2 separate regions of the Sus scrofa genome follow, and region 2 is linked to region 1. Evidence: chromatin contacts called from public Hi-C data. All regions are on one chromosome and are shown on one strand. Each heading gives the region's core, a stretch centred on a gene start, on an enhancer-like site or on the middle of the called end of the contact. The rest is flanking DNA. Distances are from core to core; before and after follow the strand shown. Region 1 holds the start of MED11 (mediator complex subunit 11). Region 2 holds the start of DVL2 (segment polarity protein dishevelled homolog DVL-2).

Region 1 (6,184 bases), core at 1,327-3,826:
AGTTAAAGGATTTGGCGTTGTTACCACCATGGCGTGGGTTCAGTTCCTGGCCTGGGAACTTCTGCATGCTGCGACTGTGGCCAAAAAAACCCAACCAACCAAAAAAAAAAAAAAACAGATGGCAGCTGGGGCAGCCTAGTGGGAGATGAAGCTGTGGAGGAGTGGAGGAGCCATTTATTCAACTCATAAGTCTTTACTGAGCACCTACTGTGTACCTGGTCATATAGTTAATGTTTTGGAATCTGATTGCCCAGTTCAGCTATCACCTCCGCTCCCTCCCCTGCCCCTCCAACTTCTCAGAGCTCATCTCTCCATTTCTTTCTCTGTTTTAGATCCTCAGCTTCATTATGTTCCTGTGGCATCAAATATCAACACCTGAGCTAAGGATGAAAGCTTGTGAGGGTATAATGTGATTTAGTTACTATCAAGTGCATTTACTACATTAGAACAATCACTGGTACATGGTTGGGACACTCTACGTATCTGTCAGTATTCAATACACAAATAACAGCCACTGCCCTCTCTTAGATCTTTCCTCTGTGTGTTTGGTGTTTTGTGCTATAATGTAAAAATTGCCTTTTATACAGGAGATCTTATACTAATTCTATATATTTTTTAATGACTAAAACTTATTTTTATAATTATTGCCTCTTCTTTCTGCAAACCCTGGCCCTATACCCTTGCCCCCCTTACCATGATTCCTGGCTTCAGCTTCTTTACTGATGGCCGCCCAACTCCACCCCCATCCTTGTCTCAAGCCTCTCTTTGCACCCCATCAGTGTTCCCCCCAAGCCCACAGTGAGGGGAGGCTCTCCCACCCTCCCTCCTCAGCAGCTGCCACACAGCCTGGTTTTACTTCCTCAACCTCTTTCATCACCCGTATATGCCCCAGTGAGAGTCCGAGCTCCTTGTTTTTAATGTTATTGTTTTTATTATCAAAACTCCTAGTTCTCCTTTTGTCTCTTCCAATGAAGAAGAATGTGTCTTCATTGGCCCAAGTCTGTGGGGAGCCTGGGGCAGGGACATGAGGAAGTGGGTTCAGTGTCTGATTCTCCATCTCCTGTCTGAGCTTGTCAGCGCCTGGTGAAGTGCCCGGCAGGGGCACCCTGCTGGAGTAGCGAAGGCACAGCCGTGGGTGGGCTTGGTCTTTAAGTTTCTCCATTCCCACCTTTTGCTCCCCTTGTCCTCCTAGCCTCTGACCAGCTGGGCATATTCAGGGCAGCCCTGCTTCCATCCTCCAGGTTCTGTGTCGGGTTGCAAGTGGAGCTCTCCCTCCAAGCTTTTCACCTGCCCAGCCTAGTTTTCCAGCATCTGCTCACAGGTTCGGGCCACCTCATTGAGCTTGAGACGAGCATAGTCCACTCGCTTCAGGGCCATCTGACAGTCCTTCCTTGAAGAGTAACTGGAGCCCTCATGGGGCTGCCCTGTGGCCACCTACAGGACATTCAGATTGATCAATGAAGCACCCCTTCTCTTTCCCATCTCCACAATCAGGCATCAGGTGCATCAGGTCTCATTTTTTCCCAGAGTTTGAATTTGCTATGCCATATGGTAACTGGATTACCTGGGGGGCATCACTGAACTTCGCTTAGCCTCATTTGTAAAATGGGGATGACCATAACTACTTCCCCTAGAGTTAGGGGAAGTCAAATAGTTAAGTAGTTAGAGTTATAGGACTCGATAATGCAGAGTGTTTGGCACATTGTAAAAGTTTAGTAAATAGTGGGTGCTGCTATATTGATGTCAGACTCTTTCAATCCTGTTCCTCTGCTCAGGCGGTAGCCATCTGGGACCCCATACCCTTGATCAAGTTTCGAAGGGAAAATCCTGTGGCTTTGACACGGTTTACTCGCCCCCTCCCAGGGCTTTTCCATCCAATGGCTCAAGTGATGCAACTCCGTGACGCAGGCAGGGTCCGCCTTTAATCCTTTCCTTTTAGAGGAAAAGGCAGGCGCTGGAAGGGAGGGGCCCTGCCAAGGTCTTCCGGTCTGCTAGGTAAGGCGGGTCTTGCCTGATTTCCGAAGACAAAGCTAGGCCGGGAACCTCAGAAGGGTAAAGGCTAAAACAGAGAGCTGGGGGGAGGGAGGGCCACGGAGCACGTCCCACCACACACACACCTGCGTGAGATAGCGGATCTGAGCCGACAGCTCCGCCTCCACGTGCTGCACCGACGCCGTAAAGGCCGCTGCCTGTCGGTCTAGTAGCCGCTCATTGGTTTTTTCCTTGGACAGTTCTAAGATCACGGTACCTGTGGGATTGGAGAGAGACCTAGGGCGGGGATAGTACAGCCCCGCCCCAGGGGCAGCCCCACCTACTCCTGCTCGCTCCGCGCGCGCTTAGGATCCCTCCCAACCCGGCTCCCAGTCTCCGGTCGGCGCATGTGCACACAGTTGTTCTCGCTCCCGCTCCCCCTCCGGTCGTCGTATCTCGAACCTGCATTCTGAAGAATGGCTCCAATTTCCCGTTCGATGTCTTCTAGGGCGCGTAACCGCTCGTTCGCCAGGCTGTAGGTAGCCATTGTCACTCTGGGACAGGACTTTCTCCTTTTCCAAAATGCGACGGAAAAGTGTCCGGAAGTGGCTGTCGGTTTGCGCTTGCGCGGAAGGTGCTCGTTCGCTAACACTACAGCTCCCAGGATGCTCAGCGCGGTCTCGGCCTTCTCCGTTCTTCTGGCGAACTACAACTCCCAGGGGCTCCTGCGCGTGGTCAGGTCTGCCCCCGCATCGCTTAACCACCTGTGGTAAGAGGCAGAATCGAGATATTCCCCAGCCTGAGGCCATTCGAAGCTGTCCACTTTCACACTGCCTTGTGGTCTGTGTTTAATTTCTTCTACAAGAATTTACTGAGCGTCTTCTGGGTGGTAGGTGATGAGGGTGGGAGCTCTGGGGTATTCCAGACTGCGCAGCCGTGGACCCTCTGTCTGCCTATCCCACTCCGCCACCTATCGGGACCTGGGGAAAACTGAACTTGGTGAGTGGTCCTTATTCGCCCTAGCGCTTCCCCCACTTCTGGAGCCCAGCTGAAACAGACTGTCAGTATATTCTGAGAAAAGTTGGTCCATTTTCCCTCTCTGCCTATTATGGGGTTGACCCTGGCTACAGAGCTGAATGAGGTGGACGCTTAACGTGACAGTGGGATAGGTGTTTTATTAGAGATACGCCCAAGGGTGTATCTCTAGGAATACAGAGAAAGGATTCTGGAAGGAAATGCTGCTTTTACGGAGTCTTAAGGCTTAACCGGTGCGTGAGAGGTTGAAGTGGATGACGGAAAAGCCCAGGCAAGCGCGAGGTGCTGTGAAGGGGGCTGGAACATTAAGTAGGGCGTTCAGTTTAGGGTGAATGAGTGTGGTGGTGGGGAGGTGTGATGGGGAGACTGGGCTGGGGAGCCACATCGGGAAACAGCTTGCAGGCTAAGGAATCCTGACTTTATTTTGAAGGCATTTGGAGCCTTTGAAGGATTTTCAAGAAGGGTGCTCTGACCAGCTTTACCTTTTAAGAAAGATCAATCTCGAAAGTTTATGGAAAATTGAGAATGAAGCCAGTTTGCACAGGGTGAGCAAACGAATGGGAGACTTTCAGTTAAACTTCACTTCTTTCTTAAATCCTAATAAAATAGCAATAAGGGGATTTTATAAAGGGGTCCAGGAGAAAGAGAGAGGAGTTAATAGCAAAGCTTTAGATAGAAATCGGAAGGCAGAAGGGTACATGGTAACTGACTTGGCAGTGAAGTGGTAACTAAGCCAGCAGTGAAGAAAGCTTAGAACCAGCCTGATGTACCCTTAAATCGGTGGCACACAGCAGTATATCTGGGCTGTAGGTAGTATTAAAATTAGGAGGATAATTTGAAGTAGTTAGACGCCCCCCCCCATCCCCTCCTTTACTTCATATATCTTGGACACTACTCATCAGATTGCTGGAAGTTTCTTTGTTGGAGTTGGAAGACAGAGAGTCTTTGGCATGGAGGGCACCTGGGCCCGAGTGTGTTGAAAACAGAGATTAAGTGAAAGTTTAACTAGTGGTAGTTTCTAGAACTCTGGAAACCAGACTTATACCTTCTATGTAAGAGACTAGAAGACTCTCATCGGGAGAATTTGACTATTCAGAGAAAAGACCCAAGCGTAACGTCAGCGGTTCTCCAGGCAGTTAGCCGGTTTGCCCCATAGTGAAACCTATAGTTGATAAGTCCCAACTGTGTCCATAGATCTAATCACCCTCTTAGCCCCTCACCCTTAAAAATGAGCAGACATAAGACAAAGGATTTGATGAAACTTTCTAACATGAAAGGCAGAGGCCAAAATAAACAGGAAGAAACAACAACAGCAAATAACCCCTTAAATAATATAGATTAAAACTTAAGGGGAGTTCCTGTCATGGCTCGGTGGTTAATGAATCTGACTAGGAACCATGAGGTTGCGGGTTCGATCCCTGGCCTTGCTCTGTGGGTTAAGGATCCGGCGTTGCCGTGAGCTGTGGTGTAGGTCACTGATGTGGCATGAATCCTGCGTTGCTATGGCTCTGGTGTAGGCCGGTGGCTACAGGTCCGATTCGACCCCTAGCTTGGGAACCTCCATATGCCGCGAGTGCGGCCCTAGAAAAGACAAAAACAAAAATAAAACAAAACAAAACTTAAGGGAAGGAGCAGAGCCTCCTTGCCTGCCCGCTTGCATCTGTCATAAACATTCTACCTTGATAAATCTATTTCTTGCCTAAGAAAAGCTTGGGGGGGGGGCATTGACACTCTTAGATAACAGGTACTATAATAAAGGCTTGAATTAAAAAAAAAAGAAAAACACACTTGAGGAGTTCCCACTGTGGTATAGCGGGTTAATGATCTGGCTTGTCTCTGTGGAGGTGCCGGTTCGATTCCCTGCCCAGTGCATTGGGTTAAGGATCTGGCATTACTGCGGCTGTGGCCCAGGTTTGTTGAAGCTAGAGCTTGATTTCATTCCCTGGCCCAGGAATTTCCATAGGCCGAGGGTGTGGTTGAAAAAGGAGAGAACAACAGCAAACCACACTTAAAACCATGAGGGGAGTCCCCGTTGTGCCTCAGTGGGTGAAGAACCCGACTAGTATCGGGTTCGATGCTGGTTTGATCCCTGACCTTGCTCACAGGGGTAGGATCTGGCATTGCCACAAGCTGTGGTGCAGGTCAAAGATGTGGCTCAGATCTGGTGTTGCTGTGGCTCTCGTGTAGGCCGGCAGCTGCAACTTCGATTTGACCCCCAGCCTGGGAACTTCCATATGCTGCAGGTGCGGCCCTACAAAGAAAGAGAAAACAAACAAACAAACATGAGGGAAGGAATGAAAAATTGAGTAAAAGGGTTGAAAGAGAAATTGGAGCACGCTCCCAGCAAGTAAAGCAAAAGAAAAGAGATAAGACATATAGGAAAGAGGAGGTGAGAAAATTAGAGAATCAGTCCAGGGGCTTAAATTCTCTAAGAAGAGAACCGAGAAAGGAGAAGAAAGGACTCGTGCTTCCAGATGAAAAGGGCCCATTAAGTGGCCAGCATCAAGGCCCATCATGAAATATCAGAGCCCTAGGCTTAAAGAAAAAGGTCTTTCAGAAGCGTCCAGAGAGAAAACAAAACCACATGCTACAGGTCAGCCACCACAATGGTGCTGGGCCTCTGAATAGTACCTCTCCACCCCGGAAGACAGTGCAGCGGTGTCTGTCTGTGTTGGGGAAAAGTGATTTCCAGTCTGGCATTCTCTACTCCAGCTGTGCTGGGGCGAAGGCCTGCAGTGCAGTGACCCGACACAATAGAACTTAATTTTTTTTCGCAGGTCCAGTGTGCTGCACAGATCACACACAGACCAAGGCTTGCAGTGCAGCTCTGCCATCCTTTAGGGTCTTATGCGCAAAAGTATGGTCTGCCCACCGGCAGCACTGGCATTACCTAGAGGCTTGTTAGAAATGCAGAATCTCAGGCCCCACCACAGAGCCACTGAGTCAGTCTCTGAGTTTGAAGATCCCCAGGCGATCTGTACGCACAGTGAACGGTGAGAAATGCTGCTCGCGGCATTGCCACCTGCAGTGTCAAATCTGGGTTGTGGGGAGTTCCCGTCATGGCTCAGCGGTTAGCCCGACTAGCCTCCAGGAGGATGTGGATTCCATCCCCGGCCTCGCTCAGTGGATTAAGGATCTGGCGTTGCCGTGAGCTGTGGTATAGGTCGAAGATGCAGCT
Region 2 (6,184 bases), core at 2,503-5,002, 440 kb after region 1:
GCTGAGCCAACCCTCCCCAGCTGCCAGGCCGGCCAGCCTGCGGGCCTGGCCCCCTCACCGCCGTGCTCACTGCTGTCTCGCCTGCGAGGCCGCTCCCGCCTCAGAGACACAACTGACTCTGTTTCCGTCTCGGGCTCCAGATTCTCCCGGCTGCTGGACACGTTAGGGCTAGATGGGCAGACAGGGTTTCCCACCCACATCAGCGGGACAGGGCTCTGAGGCCTCGGCTTCCCCTCCCGGGGGCTTGGATCCCCCCCCCCCCCCCGCACACCCCCGACTCAAGAACCCCAAGGACTCACTGGAAGGATGGAGGCCTGGAGTCCCCAATACCACTGGTCCTCTCTGGAGGCAAAGGGGGTAACGGTGGGGGTGGAGGTGCCAGGTCTGTCCGAGGTTCATGGGCCGGGGGGGCCATCTCAGGCTGGGGGTTATCTGATGACACCAGCTAGAACCGTGCAAGTGATTAAAAAAAAAAAAAAAAGGCTCAATGGGGAAGTGAGGCATAGGAGATGGAATTAAGAGAAAGGACTAGAAAAGGAGACAGCGCCTGAGCGAGCCTGGAGAAAAGCACAAAAAAGTAGTAAGCCCTAGAGGCTCCAGAAGGAGAAGGCGGAGGGGTTCCACTGGCTGGCTCTCCAAACAGGTACGCAGGCAAAGAGCCAGCACTTCCAGCACCCGAGAGCGGGCAGGCACAGGCTGAGCCTTGGAGGAGCTTGGCAGTGCCTGAGGGACTGAGCCTCAGAGCCAGGGCCCCTTACCCAGGATACCACCCTTCCGTTGAAGCAGGGAAGGCGGGCATTGTCGTCGGAAATCTCTTCCTTCACCACCCTGCCAAGAGACAAAAGAAAGGTCGGTGTGACTGCACTGGCGTCCCATTCCCACCCACATTCAAAGTTTCTCCCCATTGGAGTTCCCGTCATGGCTCAGTGGCTAATGAATCCGACTAGGAACCATGAAGTGGCGGGTTCGATCCCTGGCCTTGCTCCGTGGGTTAAGGATCCGGCAATGCTGTGAGCTGTGGTGTAGGTCACAGACGTGGCTCAGATCCCACGTTGTTGTGGCTCTGGTGTAGGCGGGTGGCTACAGCTCCGACTGAACCCCTAGCCAGGGAACCTCCATATGCCACAAGAAGCGGCCCTAGAAAAGGCAAAAAGACCAAAAAAAAAAAAAGTTTCTCCCCATCTTCACCCAGCTCAAGGGTGCTGATGCTCCACCACCCTGTCCAAGTTCTCTTCTTACACGGAAACATGTTGCTCTTACACCCAGGAAATCTCCAAACTCAATTCCTTTTCAATACTCCTTCCTGCCCCAGCTCATCCTCAGAGGCTCGGTGCTGATCCAAAGATTTCCCAGCGTCTGATTCAAACCTTCCCTTAAGGTTGCCCCAGGTGCCCCACATACCCACCTAAGCTCAGGAGCCTCAGGAGCAGCCTCCCCACAACTCTCACCTGACCGCTCGCACAACTTCCCCCAAAGAGGCACTGGTCCTCATCTGAGTCTCTACTCATGCTCTCCTTCGTTTTCTCTCACTTACTTCCAGAGCAATGTCCAAATGTGCTGCCTTCCCCTTGGCAAATGCACCCGTTAAAGCAAAGAATGGCGCTTCCTCACTAGACTGAAGGCTCCCAAGGAGAGCTGAAGCCAGACTGCCATTCCCCTGAGCCTCACCTGGCACAAAACTGCACTAAGCAATCTGTTCCCTGGACAGCCTCCAAAACCCAACCCTGGGGGTCATCCCCCCCATGGGTTCCTTTGATGGACTGGACTTGCTCCTTTTTAATGAAATCATTACATCATGAATGCCTGTTTTGTTCAAAACCATGTCCCCAGCCACACAGCAAAGCCCCTGACCCTTCCTAAGCATTAACAGCTATCTGTTGACGACACTAATAAACACATCACTAGGAGGCACACTTGCCCTGAACAGACTCTCATACCCACAAATTAGGACATTAAGTCTGATGAACCCTTTAGCCTAATGTGGTTCTAAGAGCTGAGATCGCTGTCATTTTAATCCCATTTACTATCAGCGTGACAGCACAGTCCAGTCATCAGCGATCTGCCTCAGCGTAAGGGTGTATTCATGACACAATCCAGCCTCAACAGAGACCAGCCTGCCAAGTGATTCTGTTCTGCATCATCGCAGCCTGGTTTAAGAATTAGATTTGATACTAATAACGATGACGACCGCTTACCAAAAACATCCCCTTCCCCATACATCTATAGTAAACGTTTTACTCTAGCCGACTCCATTTCAAAGATGCAACCAAAGATCAAAAGTTAAATAAACTGCCCAAGGCTACAGTGTTGACGAATAAAAAAAAGAACCTTGATTTAAACCCAAGGTAACTTCCAAGGCAGTACCACCTTCCTAACACCCAACGACCTTTCCAGGACAAGCTCAGTCCGCTCAGCTTTCCTAGAACCCAGGGTATCCCAGCTTAATCCAGTATCCCTTTAAGAGCTGAGATTGAGGACCAAGAGGGCACAATCTCAAAGTACATACACACAAAGGGCTCACTCTGCATTATTTACAGTCCCAGTCCAGCCCAGACTATCCCAAATTTCCTCAGGATAGCCCAATCTGTTCTAGCGCAGCCTAGCATGTCCCCACATGCAGCTGTCTGCACCAATATAGACCAGAATATCCCAATATAGCTGTCTGCGCTATGTTATGTACTAACATAAACCCGGTCAGCCCTGTCTGCCCCTGTTTTGAGTGTCCCAATAAAAACCAGGCCGCAAAGAAACTAAGATCAATCAATAGAACCCAGCAGAGATCATAACTGCATCCGGACACAGCACTCTGCATTAGCACAGACTAGAACGTCCCCAAACAATCCTGTCTGCCTTAGTAATAGGACAGAACACCTCAGTCGCTCCTTTATAGCCCAATCTACACCGGCAGATTCCACAACACCCCCACCATAGCCTTTGTGCCTCAGCACTGCTCACAATGTACTGGACTACCAAGGAAAGATCGATCCAGCTCAGCACAGTCCAGAACATCCAAAATTAAACCAGTGCGCCCTACTGTATGCCAGTATAGCCTAATCGCTTTTAATCTTGTCTAATAGAGCGCAGTCTGTCCTCCTACAGATTCTTGCGCCTCAACCTGGCCAGGCATAACCTTGTCCGTCCTGGGATGGCCAATCTACACCAGCCTAGTAAAATCTGCTCCACTACAGCCCAGAAAATCGCTGTATGTCCCAGAACAGACCGGTGACCCTCGGTAGTGCCCAATCCACAATAGCACAGCCCCCATCGATCCTAGTCTAGGCCTCGCGCTCACCCGAAATCCTGATCCATAGACTTAAAAAAGTACTTTGCGCCCGCGGGCCGCTGCAAGACGCTCTTGAAATCGCCGAGGGTTATGCGCTCGGCGGGGACAGGGATCTTCACCAGATAGGGAGTTTCTTCTTCATCCAGGTGGTAAATCACCTTCGTCTCCCCGACACCACCGCCCCCCGCTCCGCTGCCCGCCATGGTCTCGCCCGCGCGCTCCCGGGCTCTGCCGCCCACCCAACGGGGCTGAGCGCCCCCGCCGCGCCTGCGCACTCCTGCGAAGCGACGCGCAAGCGAGGACAGGACCGCCTGGGCGCAAGTAAGGTGCAAAAGGGAAGGCGGCACTGGTCAGCGAGGTGGCGGCGGTGGGAGGGGGCCGGGCCGTGGGACGCGACCCAAAGCCCCGGACTCGGCGGCCACCGCCGCCGCCGCCGCGCGCCACCGCCGCCGATGTCGCGAGCGCCCTCCAGCGCCCCGCCCACCTCTCCCCATGTCACGTGACGCGGGCCGGCCCGCCCCGCTCCCCGTAACGCCCCCGTCATGTGACTCTGTCCGGATCACGTGACCATAGACACTGCCCAGCGCCTCCGCCACATGATTGCTGCCTTCAGCAACCGTCTCACAACCCTGCCCCCAAAGGTGTCCCCACCCGCGTCCTGGCTATCCTGGCTCTGCTGGCCTCCACCCTCAGGTGGCAGGCAACTGATTCCGCTTTAGTCCACTGACGGGGGTCGCTCCAAGCAACTCTCATCCGCGGGAGCGTGCGCCTGGGAAATGAGAGTGGGGATGGGGTGGGAAGCGGCGGTGGGAAGTGTGTGTCCTACACTAAGGTCCTACACTAAGGGTGAGATGGGGCAAAGCCAACTGGGGCCGTAGGGTTGGGGGGGAAGGGGTAGAGCCAGATCATTTTCAGTTTGAACTTTTAAAGAGAAGTGGGTGCCTGCCCCATCTCCAGCCAGCTTTTCCAAAGCCGCCCTCCCATGCAGGACAGTCAGCGAGGGCTATGAACACAAAAGAGCCCACTCTGCTTTATTTACAACTCACAGGCTGTCTGTACAAACAGCTGGCCGATATTATGAAAAACAAAAAAGGTGAGTTAGAGAATCGTCACCTGTTTTCCTTCCTCACTCGGCCAAGCTCTGGCTGGTACCCCACCTCTGAGCTTCCATGCTCAAAAGGGGAAGTCCAAAATTAAAAACACAACCGGTGTAGAATAAATGGGGAGTGAGAAAGATGAGGGAGGGGAATGCTGTATTTACACTAGAGTTTTATAGACAACTGTCCCATTCCATCCCAATTCCAACCCTGCCCAGAAAGTGATCGGTCACAGGCAGGTCCAAGGGACAGAACTTAAGTGTCTAGGGACCCAGCCAGCTTCCCACCAACTGCAATGGGTCTAAGTTCAAGTCCACAACGTGGGAAGGAAGGGTAGGACAGGAACATGACTCATTTCCAAACCAGTCTCCCTTGGAAATTTCGGCTTTGAAATGGGACATCCAAGCTCCAGGGGATATCTCAAGGACCCTGAGGCTCAGTTTCCCAGTCATGTTGCCATTTGAAGTTCCAGCCTAGACATGGCAAATGTCAGGGCTCTCCAGACTTCGGAGGCCCCCCTAACCGCCGGGCCTCTGGCCGCAGTTCCTTGCATTTCTGGCAATAAAAGAAGTCAGGGACATTGGTCTTCTTAATCTTCGCACAGGAGAGGTGGATCCACGTCCCACACAGGCTGCACTCAATCATGGGCCGGCCCGCAAAGGGCTTTCGGCAGTAACACGTAATCAGATCCCATGAGTCATCACCTGGGGAAAAGAAGATTTGTTTGGTATTCTGCCTGGGCTCTGGGATCCACAACACCCCCAAACCCATCGATAGCGCTGCTGAGGTGGCCCCCCACTTCTCACCTGATTCTACCATGATGTCCTCATCCATGACCCGCATCTCGCCTTCGCTGGAGCTGGCATCTCCATCTTGGCTTGTCTCAGTGCTGCCCACCTCCTTGCTTTCACTGTCAGCGGGAGGGGCTCCTTCCGGGTGCACTGGCGCAGGGGGCCTAGGAGCCTCAGGAGGTGCTGGCAGCACAGGGGCTGGGGCTTCCCCCACTACCATTGCTCCCATCTCTTCCTCCTCCTCCTCCTCCTCCTCTTCCTCCTCCTCTTCAGAGTCTGTATCACTGGGAGGTGCCCGGGGAGGCCCAGGAGGTGGGAGTCTATCTCCCCGCTCTGCCTTTTTCAACTTCCGCTTCTTGCTCTTCTTGATTCGAGACCTCTTCTCCCCATCCCCAGGGGCTGGCCGAGGCCTCCGAAGCACCCCAAAGCCCGCCCCGCCTCCTGGCCCCAACTTTCGGTTCTTTCGGTCCTTCTTTCGAGAAGGCTGGGAGAGGTCCCCCTGGGAAAGGGGCACCGGGGTGAGAGCAGCAGGGGGCCGAGGGGCATGTGTCAGGGATGTGGGGGACAGTGGAGATGCCATTTTGGGCCCATCTAGATCAAAGAGCGAATCCTTGAGTTTCATCTTCTCAAGCAGGGTGGCACTGTCAGGGGCCTGCAGACGAGGGAAAGCGGACCTTGGGGGTCCGGTCTGGGTGGGACCTGCTTGAGCCGCCCTTCTCTTGGATGACTTTGCTTTCTTAACAAAGGTCTGGATGGTTCTGAGATCTGAGGGAGCTGAGTCCCAGCCATCGCTGTCTGCCGCACTCTCGCCTCGCAATGGAGAGCTGGAGCCAGAGGCTGGCCAGTCGCTTTCCTTGAAGAGGAGAAGAGACCAGGGTCAGCGGGCGGCCCAGTGCCGTCTCAGCCCCACTACCAACCCAGCTGAAAAACCAAAATATCCTCCCCAAACCGCCTCATCTGCCGTACTCAGAAAACGTATCCCCCCCCCACCCCAGCTACCTTAAGCATCTCAT

Evidence for each region. A called contact is a pair of places that touch in the nucleus more often than the background predicts.
Region 2: a contact with region 1 is called in a Hi-C map of liver, with 2.4 times the contacts expected there. The contact joins the promoter of DVL2 here to the promoter of MED11 in region 1. A contact is called at or near these places in 2 of 47 Hi-C or Micro-C datasets (liver and skeletal muscle) and 1 of 2 datasets of contacts at active chromatin or transcription factors (alveolar macrophages).

What each region holds. Positions count from the first base shown.
Region 1 is chr12:52,149,627-52,155,810 of Sscrofa11.1, forward strand. It overlaps MED11 (mediator complex subunit 11), which reads right to left and starts at 2,577. Exons shown (of 3, transcript NM_001244823.1): 1 at 2,434-2,577; 2 at 2,118-2,248; 3 at 912-1,434. The coding sequence starts at 2,518. The coding sequence ends at 1,297. It overlaps CXCL16 (C-X-C motif chemokine ligand 16), which reads left to right. Exons shown (of 5, transcript NM_213811.1): 5 at 333-394. The coding sequence ends at 379.
Region 2 is chr12:52,586,514-52,592,697 of Sscrofa11.1, forward strand. It overlaps DVL2 (segment polarity protein dishevelled homolog DVL-2), which reads right to left and starts at 3,753. Exons shown (of 16, transcript XM_003354942.4): 1 at 3,293-3,753; 2 at 759-828; 3 at 300-445; 4 at 59-168. The coding sequence starts at 3,486. It overlaps PHF23 (PHD finger protein 23), which reads right to left. Exons shown (of 5, transcript NM_001244314.1): 4 at 5,187-6,024; 5 at 4,288-5,084. The coding sequence ends at 4,870.